Linked DNA regions of Danio rerio: region 2 is linked to region 1. The links are chromatin contacts, called in public Hi-C maps. All regions are on one chromosome and are shown on one strand. The core of a region is the stretch at or near the end of the contact, and the rest is flanking DNA. Distances in the headings are between cores, read along the strand shown.

What was found. A called contact is a pair of places that touch in the nucleus more often than the background predicts.
Region 2: a contact with region 1 is called in a Hi-C map of an unstated tissue, with 2.5 times the contacts expected there. The contact joins the promoter of zbtb40 here to the promoter of nfya in region 1. A contact is called at or near these places in 2 of 18 Hi-C or Micro-C datasets (caudal fin and an unstated tissue).

The regions. Positions count from the first base shown.
Region 1 is chr11:38,675,059-38,678,887 of GRCz12tu, reverse strand. It overlaps nfya (nuclear transcription factor Y, alpha), which reads left to right and starts at 2,355. Exons shown (of 8, transcript NM_001082795.1): 1 at 2,355-2,427. It also overlaps a transcript of sort1a not described here.
Region 2 is chr11:38,845,595-38,849,215 of GRCz12tu, reverse strand. zbtb40 (zinc finger and BTB domain containing 40) reads left to right here and starts at 1,434. Exons shown (of 18, transcript XM_073916990.1): 1 at 1,434-2,522. The coding sequence starts at 2,346. It overlaps usp48 (ubiquitin specific peptidase 48), which reads left to right. Exons shown (of 28, transcript NM_001424089.1): 28 at 20-729. The coding sequence ends at 42.

The DNA.
Region 1 (3,829 bases), core at 1,106-3,605:
TAATGTTAACTCTGACATTAAATGTGTTTTTTCAGAAAAGGAGTTCATCCTTCATTGGGATGTTGATCGTATTACACACCTCTAAATATCAGCCTAATCAAATATGAAAGTGTATATTTTTAGACCGTATTGGTTGGCGATTCATAAATAAGCTAATGTGTAGTCAGTAATCTGATTCGAGTGCATTTTCTTTCTTTTTTTTTTTTTTTGTTGCACAGATAATAAATAGATACCTCAGGGGTTATAGTTGACAGTGGACCACACATTTCATTGATGGGTTTGCATGTTGAATAAAGGGTCCTCGAGTTTCAGATGGACTTTCTGAAGTCAAAGTGTAAAATGCTGTACCATTAAATGTGACTGCCAAGAATAATAATTAAAAAAAACAATCTTCTTGAAGTCTGTCTACGTTTGTTGATTGGAAGGAAATCGTTTTAAATTGAACTGATTTGCATTACAATAGTTGCATGCTAAAATATTTTTTGTGTGTGTACACTTACCGGCCACTTTATTAGGTACACCTGTCCAACAGCTTGTTAACGCAAATTTCTAATCAGCCAATCACATGGCAGCAACTCAGGCATGTAGACAATGGTCAAGACGATCTGCTGCAGTTTAAACTGACCCGCAGAATGGGTGCAAGAAAGGTGATTTAAGGGACTTTGAACGTGGCATGGTTGTTGGTGCCGGACGGGCTGGTCTGAGTATTTCAGAAACTGCTGATCTGCTGGGATTTTCACACACAACCATCTTTAGGGTTTACAGAGAATGGTCCGAAAAAGAAAAAAAATATGCAGTGAGCGGCAGTTCTCTGGGTGCAAACAAATGTCTAGTTGATTCCAGAGGTCAGAGGAGAATGGCCACACTGGTTACAGCTGATCCAAATAACCACTGTTAAAACTAACGAATGCAGAAGAGCATCTCTGAACGCACAACACGTCCAACCTTGAGGCAGATGGACTACAGCGGCAGAAGACCACACCCGTGGTCACACAAGTGCCACTCCTGTCAGCTAAGAACAGGAAACTGAGGTGACAATTCACACAGGCTCACCAAAATTGGATAATAGAAGACTGGAGAAACGTTGCCTGGTCTGATGAGTCTCAATTTCTGCTACGACATTCAGATGATCGGGTCAGAATTTGGCGTCAACAATATAAAAGCATGGATCCTTCCTGCCTTATTTCAATGGTTCAGGCTGGTGGTCGTGGTGTATGGTTTGGGGGATATTTTCTTGGCACACTTTGGGACCATCAGTACCAATTGAGCATTGTGTAAACACCACAGCCTTCCTGAGTATTGTTGCTGACCATGTCCATCCCTTTATGACCACAGTGAACCCATCTTCTCATTGCTACTTCCAGCAAGATAACACGACATGTCATAAAGCGTGTATCATCTCAGACTAGTTTCTTGAACATGACAATAAGTTCACTGTACTCAAATGGCCTCTACAGTCACCAGAGCTCAATCTAATAGAGCACCTTTGGGATGTAATGAAACGGGAAATTAGCATCATGGATGTACAGCGGACAAATCTGCAGCAACTGCGTGATGCTATCATGTCTATATGGACCAAAATCTCTGAGGAATATTTGCAGTGCCTTGTTTAATCTTTGCCACAAATGATTAAGGCAGTTCAGAAGGCAAAATTAGGTCAAAACCAGTAATAGTAAGGTGTTCATAATAAAATGGCCAGTCACTGTATATACAGTTGAAGCCAAAATTATTACTAATATTAATTTAAATCATTAAAATATTTCATGTGGAATGTAGAGATTTCTACACATTTTTCTAATATAATAGCGTTAATAACTAATTTCTTATAACTTATTACTTTTGTCTTTACTGTGATGACAGTACATAATATTTTTCTCATTATTTATTTACTTACTTTTATAACTTGGGAAATATATATTTTTTAAATTCAGGAATATATATATATATATATATATATATATATATATATATATATAGATAGATAGATAGATAGATAGATAGATAGATAGATAGATAGATAGATAGATCATTGTACTAATAAAAATACAGCAATAAAAACTATAAATGTCGATATCAAATATGAAAAAAGTTCTATTTTTATATTGATCATTTTTGTTTCTGTAACTCTTCTTGTCGTAATGCATACTATTTGTTTCTTTTGATTATTATCCATATAGATTGTCCTCGTTTATTAATTCTGCATCTCTGCATTTCTCTTTGTCCTTTCACATTCTCTCAGTCTTGTGAGACACGCATATGTTTGAAGGGGGTGTGGCCTTTGTCTTGCGGGAGGGGCGTTGGAGCTTCTGTTCATCGGTTTTTTTCTCTGTGCGCCATTTTGGCTCCTGATCGAGACGAGTTGTGTGATTGGGCTCCAGGCGCCGCTATCGGAGCCAATCAGAGGTGAAACGGGCGGCGGAGCAGACGGTGAGTGAGCGCGGCTGCTGGGAGGGGACGGGACTCGGTCGGTTAGCTGGGGATTGGTGTGTGACCGACCAACCAAATGACTAAAATCATTATAAACAGGAATAGTACTGATTGTGTATGTCAAGGTCCAGTGTGTGGACGGCACGCGCGTGCATGTCTACCAATATGTGCTTAAAAAGATAAACAATGGTGTTGAATCGTTTATTTTAGCTGTTTAGGCAGAGCTAGCTTGTCAGAGAGGCCCAGTTTTGCGTCGCTCTTTGTTACATTCTCACACTTTACCAGTGTCCAAGCGGTCAAACGGAGACAATATGTCGATATGATGGTTTAAAGCAACCAAATTGCTTACACAACTGATTGTTTTCTGTCATAAGGTTTGCTTTACGCGGAAAACTATCATTACGCGTGATAACACTGAGGTTGCTTTGCTAATGTAACGTTAGCCCAAGCAATGTCGGACAAAGAGAAAACGAACCGCCGCGTGTTTTTTTACACACACAAACACGGTGATGTCGAATATGTTAACTGCTGGCAGAATTACTTTTAATTGAGAGAAACCTGAATGTTTGCACACTACAAAAACGTCTGGGATATAAAGACGCGATTCGTTAAACTGAACAACAGATAACATTGGATGGTAACAGAAACTAGCACCGAAACCTTTTGTGCTGCTTTTAGTAATAAAAATCAATTTTCAGCCGTTTCCTATGTTTTATTTTAGGACCAAACGTTGTTACGCTATTAACTTGTATTTCATGCGCAGAATAAATGCATGAAATATGACCCTATGTGTTTTATGAACATAAAACACTGTGTAATGTTCATATTTTACTGCTAGTTATTAAAGTGCCCATTTTAAAGTGTTTTAATTGCAAATACTTTATGTAATGGAATGCAAAAGAAATAGTAAACCTGTAGGAACGTCATTTTCATAATCATACAGCTCAACATAAAAATGTTGAGGTAACGCTGGTTTTATATTCACACATTCAGATTTTCTCCTTAATATAATTTCAGAAAAGTATCCTTTGCAAATCCTAAACAGGGAAATCATATTAGCAGCCAATATTAACGTACAACAGTGTTTTGGGGCAATTAAGTAACGTTAGTGCTAATGTTGTGTCAAAGTCATATTTAAATGCAATTTCAGACCCAATATTCAAAGTAGCACAATACACGGACATGTGAGAAGTTGTCACTGGACGAATGTGCGAATACAAAACTAACTATTAAAAATAAAAATACAATGGCACACATGGGAAAAAATGTGCAGCTCCCTACAGTTTCCCCTAATATTTTCTTGCTTCATTTGTGCCTTATTTGTAAGACTAACAATACTATTTTATTAATCTAAAACAGACTCGTATTGAAATTGTTGAAAAGTATTGTAGTCATATAATGT
Region 2 (3,621 bases), core at 185-2,684, 170 kb before region 1:
CTTGTTTTTCTTTTGCCAGGCACTGGGCTTTTAGGACACTGAGGAACAATGCTGATGACGTCTGAGCAAGGATAAAGCTTGAATTAAACATAGATGTTCATTCTTGGGATGAATTCTCCTTTTGTTTGGTCGTTTTATTTGTTTTTGAATGTTGCGACAACTTCAGAAATGTTGTTTTGCTTTAAGAAACATCGTGTTGGCTTTTAATATTGAAAGATGTTGATGCATTCTGCAAGGTTTTGTGGTCGTGCGTAACCATGACTGTGAAAAATACGGGTCGACATTTCCTCGAAGGATGTTCCATTTCAAGGAAAATCTGAATTCCTCCTCGCTTGTCGCAATGTCGTGTTCAGAGATTATGATCATATTTTGTGTGTGAAACAGTACGTCTCTGTAAATCCTTTGTTGAAAAGAAGCTTGTGACGGCACTGCAATAGAGCTCTTACATATTTAAGAGTGCATGAGCAACTTGAATATTAAAAAAAGAATAATAAAATAAAAAAATTAGTCTTTGTTTCATTAATGTAAATAACCTCGTCGAAAATACAGCAGTGAAGAGACGTCTATAAAGATGAGGATAATTAGGAGACGCTTCCAGAAGTGGGAGATGTTTCAGCATTGCTAAATAGTTTAGACATGTTCTGCTACTTGAACAATTAAGCAGACATTTGTGTGAACTTTTCTGTATGTTCTTTCATATGGGCAATAAATATTCTTTTTACATCTATGTACATTTGTTTTATATGAGTACATATGTTTTATCGTCACGTAGGAATGATTAGCCACATTGCTATAATGTTATGATTTTATTTTTAGCATTGAACATATTCCTCATTTGTTGTTTCTTGTCTAACCCGCTGAAAAAAAACAGCTTAAACCAGCTTAGGCTGGTTTAAGCTGGTCAACCAGCCTGGTTTTAGAGAGGTTTTGGCCATTTCCAGGCTGGTCTTAGCTGGTCAAACTGGGACCAGTTAAAACCAGCTTGGCCTGCCAGGTTTAAGCTGAATATCGCTGGTTTTGGCTGGGCTCCGAGCCTGCCAGTGTTGCCAACTATTTTCAATGAAAAGTAGCTAAATGTTGCCAGATGGTGTCAGGTACTAATTTGCATATCAGTGACGTCATCACGTACTATCTAACAAGCCCATAAAGTCTTTGCAGTGTATTATATTATATTAAATTAAAACGTCAAATCCAGATGCACAATAAATAGGTTCTTATTAACATACTACTTTGCGTGATGACGTCATTGCGTAATCAAAACTCAAACTACATCTTTATGTATTATACGAAATAATTTGTTCTCTCAAATTGACTGGGCATCTCAGCAAAAGCATTATTTGAAATGCGTCCATTTAGATTTGTATGAACAATATAGTTGACTAATAGTAAAAGTAAACACTTTTTGATTTGAATTTTTTTTTTTTTTTAAATATAACACTGATAATGAGCAACAGCTTGTGTACTCACTCTTTTTAACTTGTGAAATTAACACATTTGTGAAAGTGACAACAATTATAGCACTATTGGAATTTATTGCTACCTAAATAACCAACAATTATACATGTTAACAAATATCATGAAATTAACAGCTATGAAAAACACTAACAAAAAGCTAGCAATTTACTGAGTGAAGCCTTCAGCCACTGCTCTTTTGAGTCACTTTTTAAAAATTGCTTAAAGTAGCCAAATGAATGTTAAAAATTGCTAAATTTGTTGCTAGGTTTTTTTGCGAGAAAAAAAAGTTGCTAGGGTAGCATGAAAAGTTGCAAAATCTAGCAATAAAATTGCTAAGTTGGCAACACTACAGCCTGCTAGGCTGGTCAAACTGGTTTTAGCTGGTCATCTCCCAGCCTGATCATCAGCTGCTGGAAGACCAGGCTGGAAATCGCTAAAACTCCTCTAAAACCAACCAACCAGCCTAGGCTGGTTTAAGGTGTTTTTTAGCAGGGTAATCATCTGGAAAATGCTGTACAATGGCTATTATAAGTTTATGAGTAAGATGAAGATAAAAATGCTTTAATTACACTGCTTGTTTATATGTATAACGTTACTATTTTGCGTTAAATTTGTATCGAAATGACCAAGATGTTTTTGCAGAACTCCCACATACCTCATTTACTTATGATATGTTACCTGTTGTGAAAAATCCCAAATTATTACTTGTTCAGTAAACGCATCCATGTATTTTTCACGTTTTATACACAGTAGCTATCGCTTGTTTTAATTGGTTTAGGATCCAGGGACGTGACAAGAAGATCGATGACTACGGAGTGTTATTTGTGCCTTTCTATTTCTAATGACCCTTCTTTTAAACCTTTCCCGAAAACCAGCTGTTCGTTATACGCATGCGTGCAAAGGCGCTACAAATACTAGAGCACATGCGCAGTATGTCATCTGAGAGACCGCAGATATTTACGCGCATGCGCACTATCAAAATGTTTTGTGGCCGAATCTTTATTTCGCAGCGGAATGTTGTCCTTCGAAGGAGTTTAAATAAAGAGCCGGATCATTTGAATTTAAAGGTAAAGGCGTAGAAGTGTTTAGCTGTGGACTTTAGCAGGTCACAATATTTGGCTCCAAAATCGAGCAATTTGTGTTTATGAAGCTCTTTTTTCAAAAGCTCTTTTATTGTTGGCATTAGGTAACGTTAGCATCACATGTTAGCCGATCCCCGAAATGTCACTCGTTAACTTACATGTGGTTATATCACATTTAGCTTAGCCTGTGTAGCCAAATGAGTATTGTAATGAAGATAAAGTCCTCTAATTGGCTTTTTATACTGATTATGTTATATAATGTGTACATTGCTTTCCTTTTAATTGTGTTTGGAATAAACAGGCTGAAATATCTACCTCGAAATAATGGCTCATCTTATGTATTGCTGTTTGTTTTCTTCATTTTTGTCTAAATATTATAAACTATTAGAACTGCTGACTTGAAGACCTGATATGTTACGAAGCATTTACTGGACTACAGCACTGTGCATTCATAGCCCTTTACTATAGCGCTGTAACTTGACATTTTCACCTTTTTAGTGTATGAATGCAGGTGTGCATGTGAGAGTGTATGGGTGTTTCCCAGTGCTGGGTTGTGCTGGAAGAGCATCCACTGCGTAAAACATATGCTTGAATAGTTATAACGTTAGATCATTCCGTTGTGGCGACCGCTGATTTCCTACTTTTTAAGGGACTAGGCTGTAGGAAAATGAATGAATAAGTATAGACTTCTCATGACTACTTTTGTGCTGATATTGTCTATGAAAAGCAGAAATTTTAATTCCCCAATATGTTTGCTTCTTTTCTTTTCATAATGAAAATCTAAAATGTTGCTGAAAAGTAACTTGAGAAATGTCTTGGTTTCTCAAAAACAAAAGAAAATAACCAAATAAAAATAAACACAATTCATAAGAAAACCAGTGTTATTTTTCTCCACTGACATTTATTTAATAAATAAAAATCTTTCCTTAATTAAAAATATTTTAAATCAATAAAAAAATACTAAATTAATTTTACCCCTTACCTCACAATTTTCTTGCAATTTTCAGCACAAACTTTAGTTTTAAACTTTTAAATACTTGTAATTTACTTGTAAATACTGAGTTACCAGTTTCTCCTTTATAAA